Regions from separate parts of the Oryctolagus cuniculus genome. Here region 2 is linked to region 1. The links are chromatin contacts, called in public Hi-C maps. All regions are on one chromosome and are shown on one strand. The core of a region is the stretch at or near the end of the contact, and the rest is flanking DNA. Distances in the headings are between cores, read along the strand shown. Region 1 holds the start of JPH2 (junctophilin 2). Region 2 overlaps JPH2 (junctophilin 2).

Region 1 (6,372 bases), core at 4-2,503:
GGTGGATGGATGAGGTCCATGACAGCGGCTCTGTCGTCCCTGTGCCAGGCTCCTGTGTGTGTTCTCGCCCTGCGATGGCCCTCCTGCTCCTGAGCCCTGCGGCCCCGCGGCCCTCCCCTCTCAGCCTGTGCAGCCCCCGCTCTCACCCTCACAGCAAGTTTCCCATCACGATCCATCTAACTGCTCTCCATCTCGGCACGCGGGACGTACCCGTGAGCAACAGCTTGTCTGCTTGGCCGGCTTGGAAGTCGGGGACGGTAACTAACCCTTCGCATAGTGCCCAGCAAATAGGATGTGCAGCGAATCAGGAGTGTGTGGATGCACAGTGAATGGATACACGGATGGACGGATGGACGGACAGACAGATGGGGGGGTGGCTGGGCATGTGGATGGGCGAGTGTGTCGGCTTTTGGGTGGGCGGGCAGGTGTGTGGAGGGATGAACGGATGAACACCGCTCGTGACCTATTGTTTGAAAATAATAGCCAAATGGCTGTCATGGCAGAGTTGAGACTGGACCCTGACGCTGCTACCGCACAAGCTGGGGTCTGCTCCACAGCTGCTCCTCCACCGGGCATGCAAACAGCAGCAGGCACATTCTATTGTGTTTACGTGGCAGGCGTGCATGCAGCATCCCTGCCACGGCTCGGCGGCCCCTTTATTGGCACCACCTTTGCTACCAAGAAAATGATGCTCAGAGAGGTAGGTCATCTTGCCCAAAGCCACACAGCGAAATCACATCCTAGCCCTCAGACTCTCTGCCAACAGCCCCTGGCTCCCCCCCCCCCCCTCCACCGGCCTTCCTCCTGCTCCGGCCCCTCCCCCGGGCTCACCTCCATCTGCATAGGTCTCGGTGCCATAGCCATCCTGCAAGCCATTGTTCCAAGTCCCCTCATACTTGGCACCGCTGCTGGTGCTCTGCCGGGTTCCGTAGCGTCCCTTGAAGCCATGCGTCCACTCGCCCTTGTACAGCCAGCGCCCCTTGGTCTCTATGCCCAGCCCATGCCGCTTGCCCTGGCTCCAGTAGCCTTCAAAGGTGTTTCCGCTGGGCCAGGTGTAGACGCCTGCCACTTCAAAGCCGAAGTTCCAGGAGCCGGAGTATTCGCCCTGGCCCTTGGGGCCCGTGCACAGCCCGTGTCCGTGGGCCTTCCCCCCCTCCCAGCCCCCACAGTACGCCCCGCCGTCATCAAAGTCAAAGCGGCCCCCGCTCATGGCATCCTCGCCTCCGGCCACCTGCCCGGCCTCCAGCTTGGGCGACGCCCTGCAGCACCCTCAGGGCTGGGCCCCAGACTCACCACCGCGCCCCACAACAGGGGGAGCGAGAGGCCAGCAGAGGCTGAAGGAGCCCAGCAGCCAGGTCAGTGCCGGGTGGGCTGGGCAGAGCCATGCCTGGGAGGCCCCCCTCAGTCAGCCAGGGGCAGGCTGCCCCTCGGGAGGGGGTCAGGTGGGGAAGAGGCACAGCCCCCACGAAGCATCCCAAGCCGGGCTTCCATGGAGTCCAAGGAAAATCACGGTGATCCTTCAGGAGGCACAGTGAAAGGGGAGGGCTGGCGGGGTCCCCAGCGCTTTCCAGAGGGGCAACTCCCCCTCGGCGGCAGCCCCAGCCCCAGGCTGAATTCCACAGCCCGCTGGCCCCCTTCTCCTGCACCCCAGTGGGTGTGCGGGGCGGTTGCACTCTGCCGCGGCCCCGCCCCTACTCCCATGCTGCCCTCCCCCTGGGACAGAAAGGTCAGTGTTGCCCTAACAAGGCCATTGGATCTCAGAAGCTGCTCCCAAAATAGCCCCCTGGCCAGCCCAGCCTCCTTCAAAGTGGGAGGGAGCGAGGGGTGTTTCAACTCGGGCGGCTGCAGACCCAGCGCAGCTGGAGGACTGAGGAAGGCGGCAGGCGCCCGGGGAGTGGGCAGCCAGGCAATGCGGTGGTGGCTCGCGTGCCCTCCGTGGGTAAGAGGCCCCGGGGGCTACAGCCGGGAGGGAGCAGAGGCGTCAGCGTGGATGGAGGAGCAGGAGGCCCAAGCCCCGAAGGCTGAGAACCCCCGAGCGTGGCGCTTGGCCAATCTCAGCCCCCCCACTCGCATGCCCTGACGGGACCTGGGGCTGCAGCACCCATGCCAGCCCCATCCCGGAATCCTGTGACCTAGAGAGAAAGGAACGGGACTGTTTCACGCAGGCTCTGAAAGCTGGGGCTGGCGCTCCCAAGCCGAGGTGAGGCTCCGGAAGGCGAGCCCTGAGCTCGTGCACAGCCCTGGGGGTGCCAGTGCAGAAAGCAGGGACCACCCCTTGCCCTCTCTCCCTCTCGGTCCCTGAGAGCCTGGGTGGGGGCTGAGTCTGCATGAGGTCCCCTCTGGAATGCTCAGGGGTCACAGTGCTATTTTTTTCAATTCCCCTCTTTCTCCAGGGTCCTAAGAGCCTGAGAGGCCAGACCTCAGAAAGCTCCTGGGGCAGGGTCGAGAGCAAAGGGCCTGGGTGGGTCACGAGTGCTCAGGTTCCCACCAAACTCCAGGAAGAAAGAACAAATAAATCTGAAGAAGCTGCCGCCGGGGGCTGATGGCTGTAAATCCCCACTGAGCCCAGGGTGCCGGGGTGGGGGCGGGGGTGGGGAGTCATTCCGGGAAAGGTACGGGCCACGGAGAAGAGGAAGCTGGGCACGTGTGACTGTTGGGGACGGGGTCGCTGGAGAAGCAAGCACAGGAGGACATTCCACTGTTAACTGACTTCCAGCCTTTCTGACCTGTCCCCAGATCTCCCGAGGACTTGAGGCCACTCAACGTCGCTGCAGAAGTTTTGTTCTTAAAGTGGCTGGAAACCATTCCCTCTTTTCCTGCTGCCCAGAGCCAGTTCTCAGGACTTGGCAGTGTTGGGGCCCCCGACCTTGAGGGAGCCCCTTCCTCGTGCACATTTCCACCCGGGGCAGAAACACCCAGGCACTACCGGTGTGGGCTGCTGCCAGGCTAACAGGCAGCAGTGACGGCGGATACAGACCACCACCTAGGTAGCGGGAGTCACCCCCTGGCCAGGTTGACTGACAGCCTGCTGGCACGGCCCACCTCCCACAACACCTCAACGCCTCCTCCGGGGTTCTGCTTTGACCATGTCTCACCAAAGTCTTCGGAGAATCACATGTTTCCTTCCACTGTGCTGTCCCAGGAAGAGGGAAGAGCATCTCAAACCGGAAGCTGGCGTTGGGGCTGCCTGAGTCACACCCTCTGTGTTCACGTCTGGCCCAGCAGCTGAGACGCTGGTTGAAACGCCCACGTCCGCATCACAGAGCCTGGGCTTGAGTCACAGCTCCCGAGTCCGGCTTCCTGCCACTGCCCACCCCGGCAGGCAGCGATGGCTCGAGTGATCAGGCTCCTGCCTCCTGCATGGGAGACCTGGACTGACTTCCCAGCTCCCAGCTTGCCCCTTGGCCCCATCCCAACCACTGCAGACATCTGGGAGTGAACCAGCAAGCAGGCGGGAGCTTGCTGTCTGCTTTCTCTGTCTCTGCTTCTCAAAGAAATTTTTTAAATACTTTTTTTTTTTTTTTAATGCCAGGCAGGTCACCATGATTCTGTCCTACAGCTAAGTGGCCACGGCCGTGTCCCAGTGGAGCCGCTCTACCTGTAGCCATTTAGCCACTGCTCACCCCCAGCAGCTCCCCACGGGGGTCCCTCCCAAGGGTTACTCCACAAAAGACGCACCCGTAAAACTGAAAAAACAGATTTGAGAGCTCCGCCCCAGACCCGAGACCCAGAGTGGGAGAAAACCGTGACAACAATGCCCTTTTTAAAAGCTCCCTTAAAAGCTCCTCAGACAGGGGTGGGGGCTGTGGCACAGCGGGTTAATACCCTGGCCTGAGGCGCCAGCATCCCATATGGGCATCAGTTCGAGTCCTGGCTGCTCCACTTCTGATCCAGCTCTCTGCTGTGGCCTGGGAGAGCAGTGGAAGATGGCCCAAGTCCTTGGGCCCCTGCACCCACGTGAGAGATTTGAAGAAGCTCCTGGCTCCTGGCCTTGGATCAGTGCAGCTCCGGCCGTTGCGGCTAGTTGGGGAGTGAACCATCGGATGGAAGACTTCTCTTTCTCTCTGCCTCTCCTCTCTCTGTGTAACTCTGGATTTCAAATAAATAAATAAATCTTATTTAAAAAAAAAAAAAAGAAACCAAAAGACATAAAGAAATTTGGGGGGAAAAAAAGGTCTTCAGACAAATCCGACTCTCATTCCTGGTTCTAAACCAGGGCATGTTGTCAAACAATGTAACTGTTTCTTAGTATTTCTAAATTCACAAAGCCATCTACTTACAATTGGCTACACAGGATAGGTAATTGTGGAGTTAGATATGTGTTCACATCCCACTTCTGCCCTTCACGAGCTGTGTGACCCTGGGCCAATTGTCAATTTCTCTAAGCCACAAATCCTTCACTGCTAAGTCCCCACCTCCAAGGATTACTGGCATTAAGGATAATGTTGCCTATCTTATACGGCTGGGTGAGAATCACATCAGGTAATATTGTAAAAAAGGATTAGAACACACTAAATACCTAACAAATGTTTGCTATGATAAATATTATTCTCACATAATAAATCGCTTTTCAGATCATCATGCGGAATAAAATCACCAGCAAAGAGAGAGGGGTGAAGCCCTAAACATGAAATACCTGGACATTGAACCATTCTTGCTCTTCCCACTCCACAGTACCCAGTAGCTTCTCATTTCCTACGCTGCTAAACCAAGCCACCCGTGAAGAAACACTCTGATTTTGTAAAAGTTTACGTCCAAGTTGCCAAATTTGGTAGTGACCTTACCAGTCCAGGCTGCCGCCACTTTTTTGTCTCTGTTCAAAAAAAAACAAAACAAAAAACCATGCAGTTCAGGGGAAAGGAGACCCCTTGTGGCCATATGTGTATTACAACAGATTTTTCTGAGGTAAAATTCTTTCCACTCACTGGATTGACCACACGTGAAAGGAAATTCAGCTTTCGTAAAGGCAGCTGTGGCATTTTCCATTCCTCCCAGGCCTTGTCTCCCTCCAGGGTTCTGCTCCTCGGTCAGAGGAAGCAATCACTCCTGCGTCCATTTCCTTCTCAACATCTCAAAGTCCACCGCGTCCCAGGAAAGCCCGGAGCAGCGAGAACCAAAAATCTAGGACAGAGGAGGACAGAAGGCGTTAGTCCCCCGAGTCCTTCGTGGCCATGCAAGGCTGGCCGAGGAGGCCTCACTCCCTGGGGAAGCCTTGCCAGATGTTTCCAGCCCGTTAGGCGCCCTGCCCAGGTGCTGACGCCCTGCCCAACCCGAGCTCTTTGAAGCAAGGGTTACCTTCTTTCCAAAAAACACATGAACACCGCCTGTGCACCGGCCACGCTGGCTCAGCTGTGAACAGCCAGTGCCTGCACGTCGTGGGTGACCCTCATGTTTCTTCCGTAGCAGCAGTGGGCAGCTGGAGGCTCCCTTTTTGAAGTGTTTTTTTCAGAGGATTCCCAGGGTCTGTCTCTTGGTTCTGCTCCTGCCTCAGTGGGTCCTCTCATCCCCTGACTTCTGCCCCCGGGAATGTCCCAGAGCTTAGCCCTCTGACTTCTTTTTTTTTTTTTTTTTTTGACAGGCAGAGTGGACAGTGAGAGAGAGAGAGAGACAGAGAGAAAGGTCTTCCTTTTGCCGTTGGTTCACCCTCCAATGGCTGCCACGGCTGGCGCGCTGCGGCCGGCGCACTGCGCTGATCCGAAGGCAGGAGCCAGGTGCTTCTCCTGGTCTCCCATGGGGTACAGGGCCCAAGCACTTGGGCCATCCTCTACTGCCCTCCCTGGCCACAGCAGAGAGCTGGCCTGGAAGAGGGGCAACCGGGACAGAATCCGGCGCCCCGACCGGGACTAGAACCCGGTGTGCCGGCGCCACAAGGCGGAGGATTAGCCTAGTGAGCCGCGGCGCCGGCCCCTCTGACTTCTTTATTTACGGTCACTTCCTAGGTGATCTCCTCCGGTCCTTAGTGGTGGAGTCCAAACTGGCCGATTCCACCAACCACAGGCGGAAAATCCATATATTTTGAATTGCACCTGAGCATGTGCAGAGCCTTTTTCATTATCATTCCCTCAACACTACAGTGGAGCAGCCGTTCACACCGGCTTTTCATCGTATTAGGTATTCTGGGGTGGGCGCAGGTTCTATGAAACACCACGCAACTTTAGATTAGGGACTTGCGCATCCATGGGCGCTGGAGTCTGCCAGAGGCCCTGGCACCAATCCCCCAGGGATGCTGAGCGACAACTGTACATCACCAGCCTGCTCCTTTCTCCTCATTGTCAATCTACGACCAACCCCCTACCCAACATCACTGTGTCTCATAAGCATCTCAAACTTGACAAAAACAAAACCAAACTCAATTTCCTCTCCCAAGTCTAC
Region 2 (5,826 bases), core at 3,310-5,809, 56 kb before region 1:
TTAGAACCTTGAGCCTCACTCTTCTCATCTGCAAAATGGGAACAAAGCAGCACTCACCCCAGAGGAACGGTGCAGGAGGAGTCTGTCACAGTCACAGATCTCAGGAGAGGGGCTGGGGCACATGGGTGCTATTTAAGTGCTCGTTACATAAAACGAACAAGAGACCAGTGGGTTAAGCGGCTGCTTCCAACACAGCATCCCATATGGCAGCACTGGCTAGAGTCCTGGCTGCTCCACTTCTAATCCAGCTTCCTGCTAACATGCCTGGGAAAGCAGCAGAAGATGGTGTTTTTAACTCCTACCTTCAGCCTGGCCCAGACCTGGCTATTGCAGCTCCCGCAGCCATTTGAGGAGTGAACCAGCTGAAGGCAGAGCTCCCTCTGTCTCTTCTTCCCTCTCTGTCACTCTGCCTTTCAAATAAATAAATAAATCTCTTCAAAAAAAAAAAATGAACAAGAAGGGGGCTGGAGCTGTGGTGTGGAGGGTAGAGCCACCGCCTATGGTGCCAGCATCCCATATGGGATCTGGTTCAAGTCCCAACTGCTCCACTTCTGATCCGGCTCTCTGCTGTGGCCTGGGAAAGCAGAGGATGGCCCAGGCGCTTGGGCCCCTGCACCCGCATGGGAGACCCAGAGGAAGCTCCTGGCTCCTGGCCTCGGATCGGCCCAGCTCTGAACATTGCGGCCATCCAGGGAGTGAACTGGTGGATGGAAGACGCCCCCACCTCTGCCCTCTGTAACTTTGCCTTTAAAATAAATAAAAAAAACCTTTAAAAAAAAAAAAAGACCAGGAAGGCTGGCGCCGCGGCTCACTAGGCTAATCCTCCGCCTTGAGGCGCCGGCACACCGGGTTCTAGTCCCAGTGGGGGAGGCCGGATTCAGTCCCGGTTGCCCCTATTCCAGGCCAGCTCTCTGCTGTGGCCCGGGTGTGCAGTAGAGGATGGCCCAAGTGCTTGGGCCCTGCACCCCATGGGAGACCAGGAGAAGCACCTGGCTCCTGCCTTTGGATCAGCTCGGTGCGCCGGCTGCAGCGCGCCAGCTGTGGCGGCCATTGGAGGGTGAACCAACGGCAAAGGAAGACCTTTCTCTCTCTGTGTCTCTCTCTCACTGTCCACTCTGACTGTCAAAAAAAAAAAAAAAAAAACAGGAAGCCCAGTTTTTGGAGAGGACTAAGACATAAATGCTGAATGTACTCAATTGCTCTCTTTAGAATGAGAAGGAAAATCCTTCTGAAGGGAGCCTGGGGAAGGGGCTGGACAGCCAGTCCCTGCCCAGGCCCCTGCCAGCCCCCTGGAGGAGCCTGGAGGAGTGGTTACAGGACAGCGCTACCAGGAGCCTTCCTGGGATTGGGGAGGCTTCAGATGCCACTGGCCTTCCCTCTCCCAAAACAGCCCCTCGCCCCAGCTCCGGCTGGCCACCATCACTTCCCCAGGACTATCAGAATCCCACTAATTAGGAGGAAGAATCACAGCTGAGCATCCAGGCTCTGGCCCAGGGAGCTCCCGGGGAGAAAGTCCCCTGCAGCCCCAAGGACGCAGGCAGCGAGCCCCCAACTTGGGACACCATTCACCCTCATTCTGCGAGCGTATGCTGAGCCCCTACTGCGTGGGGCCAGTGCTGGGTGCCAGAGAGACAGACAGTGGTCCACAGCGCAGACGGCACTCCACGGGGAGGCCCCTCAGCACAGGGGCAGGGGCAGGCACTCAACTCCGCTCTGTTCTAAGGACCCCGCCTCCAGGTCTTCAGCTGTGAGATGGGGATAACACTCCTCTCGTGCAATTCCTGGCAGTCTGAAATGAGCTAGCACCCAAGTGCTTAGCATAAACTAAGCGCCCAACACAGACTCACTATCACTGTTCTTGTTTTTGTCATTATTACGACCATGCCTAGCAGTATTCCCTTCCAAAATTCTACCCACTGCCGACACACTGGGATACGCCACTGAACAGTTTCGCCTCGTGCCCACGTTGTAGCAGGTGTCAGTACTTCCTGCCTCTCTCTTGCTAACATCCCACGTGTGGGCTCGCTGTACCCGTGGCCCTGCTCACCAGGTGAGGGCACCTGGGCTGTTTGCACGTGTGGGTTGTCACGGAGAACGCTGCTGCGAATGCTCACGCACACGTCTCTGGGTGGACAGAGCCTGTCATTTCTCGTGGGCATATTCGTGAAGGTGGAATGGCTGGGTCTGTGGAGGATCTGCCAGACTTTTCCAAAGCGGTGGCAACATCTTACATTCTACCAGTAACATACGGGGGTTCCAGCCTCCCCACAGCCTCGCTGCACCTGTCCCTGTCTGTCTCTCTGATGACGGCCGCAGCAGCGGTTTGGGAAGTGCTGTCTCATCATAGTTTGGTTTGGATTTCCCAGCGTCACGGTCATCTGTGCATCTCCCTAGAAGAAGGAACTACTCAGACCCTCAGTCGGCTTTCATGTACTTGGGATTTGTTTGTTTGGGTTCTGGAAGTCCTCTAGATAGTCCAGATACAAGTCCCTTCTCATAGCAAACTGTCTATAATTTGAAGATGCTTTTCCCAACCTTGGGCTTTCTCTTTCTTGCATTGCCCTTTAAATCACAGAAGTTCCAGGCGGTGGCGCTGTGTGCAGCAGGCTAAGCCCCGGTCTGCAGCACCGGCATCCCATATGGACGCTGGAGGGAGTCCCAGCTGCTCCACTTCCAGGTTGCTAATGCACCTGGGAAAGTAGCAGAAGATGGTCCAAGTCCTTAGCTCCTGCACCCACACAGGAGACCCGATGAAGCTCTTGGCTCCTAGCTTCAGCCTGGTCCAGCCCTGGCCATTGTGACCATTTAAAGAAAAACATAGAAGTTCTAAATTTCAATTTAGTGCAACTGATCTATTTGTACTGTTGTCTCCTGTAATTCAGCTGTCACAGCAAAGCTTTGCGGAAGGTCAGAGACTTAGTCCTACATTTTCTTCCATCATGCTTTTGGCTCTTCTGTTTAGACGCATGAACACTGCCTCTCCTAAGACAAAAATGGAAAATAACCTATGGGTTCACACTGACCCAGGAGCTAAGAACCATGGCCATTTTACAGATGGCAAAACTCAGGCACAGGCCACGCCGCAGCTCTCTAGGCTAATCCTCCACCTAGCGGCACCGGCACACCAGGTTCTAGTCCCGGTCAGGGCGCCGGATTCTGTCCCGGTTGCCCCTCTTCCAGGCCAGCTCTCTGCTGTGGCCAGGGAGTGCAGTGGAGGATGGCCCAAGTGCTTGGGCCCTGCACCCCATGGGAGACCAGGAGAAGCACCTGGCTCCTGCCTTTGGATCAGCGCCATGCGCTGGCCGCAGCACGCCAGCCGTGGCGGCCATTGGAGGGTGAACCAACGGCAAAAGAAAGACCTTTCTCTCTGTCTCTCTCTCTCACTGTCCACTCTGCCTGTCAAAAAAAAAAAAAAAAAAAAAAGCTCAGGCACAGCGAGGTCAAGTCACTTACCCGTAGTCATTATTATGGAAGTTGAACCATACCCGGGCCCTTCCCTTGAAGGCAACAGAGCCTGGTGGGAGACGAGACAAGGTGGGCAGAGCACGGGGCAAGAGCAGCCCATCTGGTGGGTTGTAAGTTCACAGTCTGTACTTTACAATACATGTGGATAAATATGCAAATAAAACGTATTTTATTGTCTCTGTGTTCATTATTAGAAAACGTACATTAAAAGGGCAAGGGCTAGGTGCTTGGGACGCCTGCGTTCCATACTGGAGAGTCCGGGTTCAAGTCCCAGCTCTGACTCCCAGTGTTAGCTTCTGCTCATATGCACCCTGGGAAACAGCAGTGATGGCTCAGGTACATGGGTTGCTGATATCTATGTGGGAGCTCTGGATGGAGTTCCTGGCTCCAGACTTTGGCTTGGCCCAGCCCTGGCTGTTGTAGGCAACTGAAGAGTGAATCAGCAGACGGAAGAGATCTCTCTCTATATATATCTTTTAAATAAAGTGAATAAATTTTAAGTATATTATACACATAACATACAGTTGTATTATAAAAATGATATGGCTTCATTATAGAAAATTTGGAAAACAAGTAGGATTTAAAAAAAGAAAACAATTCTGTATAGAGTTTGATATCTTGCGGTGGTTAGGAGCACAGCTGAATGGCCATGATTGACTTAAATTCTCTGTGCCTCAATTTTTCCATCTGTTAAATGGGGACACAAAAAGCCCTACCTCAGGGCTGTGGAGATTACAGAGTGAATGAAGTAGCTGAGGCTCCGAGAGCATCCAGAACAGGGCCTGGCGCGCCATCAGCCCTGGGCAGGCGTTTGTAACATTTAAAACGTGGATCTGTCCTAGCTGAAGTGGAGGGTGGGGGTGGGTTCTGAGTCTGGGGGGCTGTGCTGCCCCCACAGGCCCTGTGCAGAATCTCTCTGCTGGAAGCCCCGCCCCAGTCCCCTGGCCACGGAGGTGGCTCCTTCCAGATCCTGCATCGTGGAGACCTGTCTTCTTAAAGAGCCCCCAGCCCCGCGCGAGGTCCCCTCCGTGGCTGGGGATGGAATGCGGCCCTCCTAGCCCAGAAGACGGAAGCCAAGTAACAGGAGTCGCTGTGTGCTGAGTGCTAACCCCGTGCCAGACACTTGACCTATGCAGTCGGCTGAATAACGGCCCCAGAGAGTTCCAGCTCTTAATCCCTGGAACCTGGGGACGCTGCCACACATGGCAAAGGGGGCTTTGGAGGTGTGATCGAATTCAAGATCTTGGGATGAGGGATTATCCTGGACTCCACGGGCAGCCTAAATGTAACCACAAGTGTCCTTACGACAGGGACGGCAGGGCTATTTTTTGACAGAGGAGAAGCCGCGGTGGGGATGGAAGCGGAGACAGCAGTAGTGTGCTTTGAAGTCAGAGGAAGGGGGGAGGGCTTGAGGCAAGGAATGGGGGTGGCCACGGGAAACTGCAAAGTCAGGGGATCGGATCCCACCCTCCGAGTGCCAGCAGGACCTGGCCCTGCAGTTGCCTTGACCCGGGCAGCCCAGGGACCTCCACAGTGGCAAGAGGATCCCTCTACGCGTTTAAGGCACCTGGGGCACGCTGGCAGCCCACGGCCAGAGGAGATAAAACAGCTGTGCGGCCTCAGGTCCCCTCCAGGCGGCCCGCTTTGCAGGGGGAGATCGTTCGCCCAAAGCCTGAAGCCGGAACAAAGCTGGAACGGGCCAGACTGGCCGAGCCTGACCCCACATCTGCTCGACCCCGGAGCCTTTGCTCACCCTGCCCAGGTCAAGACCACTTCGCAGACGGCCACAGACCTTCCTCAGAGGAGTTGGGAGGCCCCGACGTGCGTGTTCCAGGCACCCACGCTCCCGTGGGAGAGCGCGTGGTAACTGCCTGGGGCCTTCTCCCTTTCCCAGAGAAAGGCTGGTCTGCTGCAGCCTGGTTGGAGGCCTGAGGTGCGGCTGCAGCCAGTGAAATGCCTTAGAGGACCCTGGGCCTCGCTCCCCCTGCCCCCGAGGCCTGGCCTGCAGGGAGGCCGTCCCCACGTCCGTCCATGAGTATGCTGGCGCAGGGCTTCAAAGCAGCCGGAACTTCCTTCTGCAAAAGGCCTTTAAAATGGCATTTTACTGTCTGTCAAACAGCACCATCAAAGCCACAGCGGCCTGAAGCCATTGTGCAGACACAGCAGCTGTCCCAGGGTTGGAGCCTTTCTTCTCCTCCATCCCTGCACACACCTGGGAACCCCGTAAAGGTGCAACTGGGAGGCATCGCGGTCAGGTGCATGGAATCCACAGTCCTGTACCTGAAGTTGAATTCCGACTCAGACGCTCACGGGCTGTGTGACCTGCTCAAATCCCAGGACCTCTCTGTGCTACCTCTGGGA

What was found. Hi-C and Micro-C count contacts between places; a contact is called where the count stands out from the background.
Region 2: a Hi-C map of psoas muscle shows a contact between it and region 1, with 8 times the contacts expected there. The contact joins the enhancer-like site here to the promoter of JPH2 in region 1. A contact is called at or near these places in 3 of 6 Hi-C or Micro-C datasets (ear pinna, psoas muscle and an unstated tissue).

What each region holds. Positions count from the first base shown.
Region 1 is chr11:14,869,993-14,876,364 of mOryCun1.1, reverse strand. It overlaps JPH2 (junctophilin 2), which reads right to left and starts at 1,253. Exons shown (of 6, transcript NM_001081998.1): 1 at 832-1,253. The coding sequence starts at 1,210. LOC138844291 (a long non-coding RNA gene) reads left to right here and starts at 1,755. Exons shown (of 2, transcript XR_011379880.1): 1 at 1,755-1,939; 2 at 2,394-4,139.
Region 2 is chr11:14,929,529-14,935,354 of mOryCun1.1, reverse strand. The region is part of intron 2 of JPH2 (junctophilin 2); the gene reads right to left. Among named protein-coding and RNA genes, the nearest start is that of TRNAE-CUC, 45 kb to the right of the region's middle. Within about 2 kb of position 4,559, at least 1 of the 8 cell types and tissues checked has an H3K27ac peak or open chromatin away from gene starts, as enhancers often do.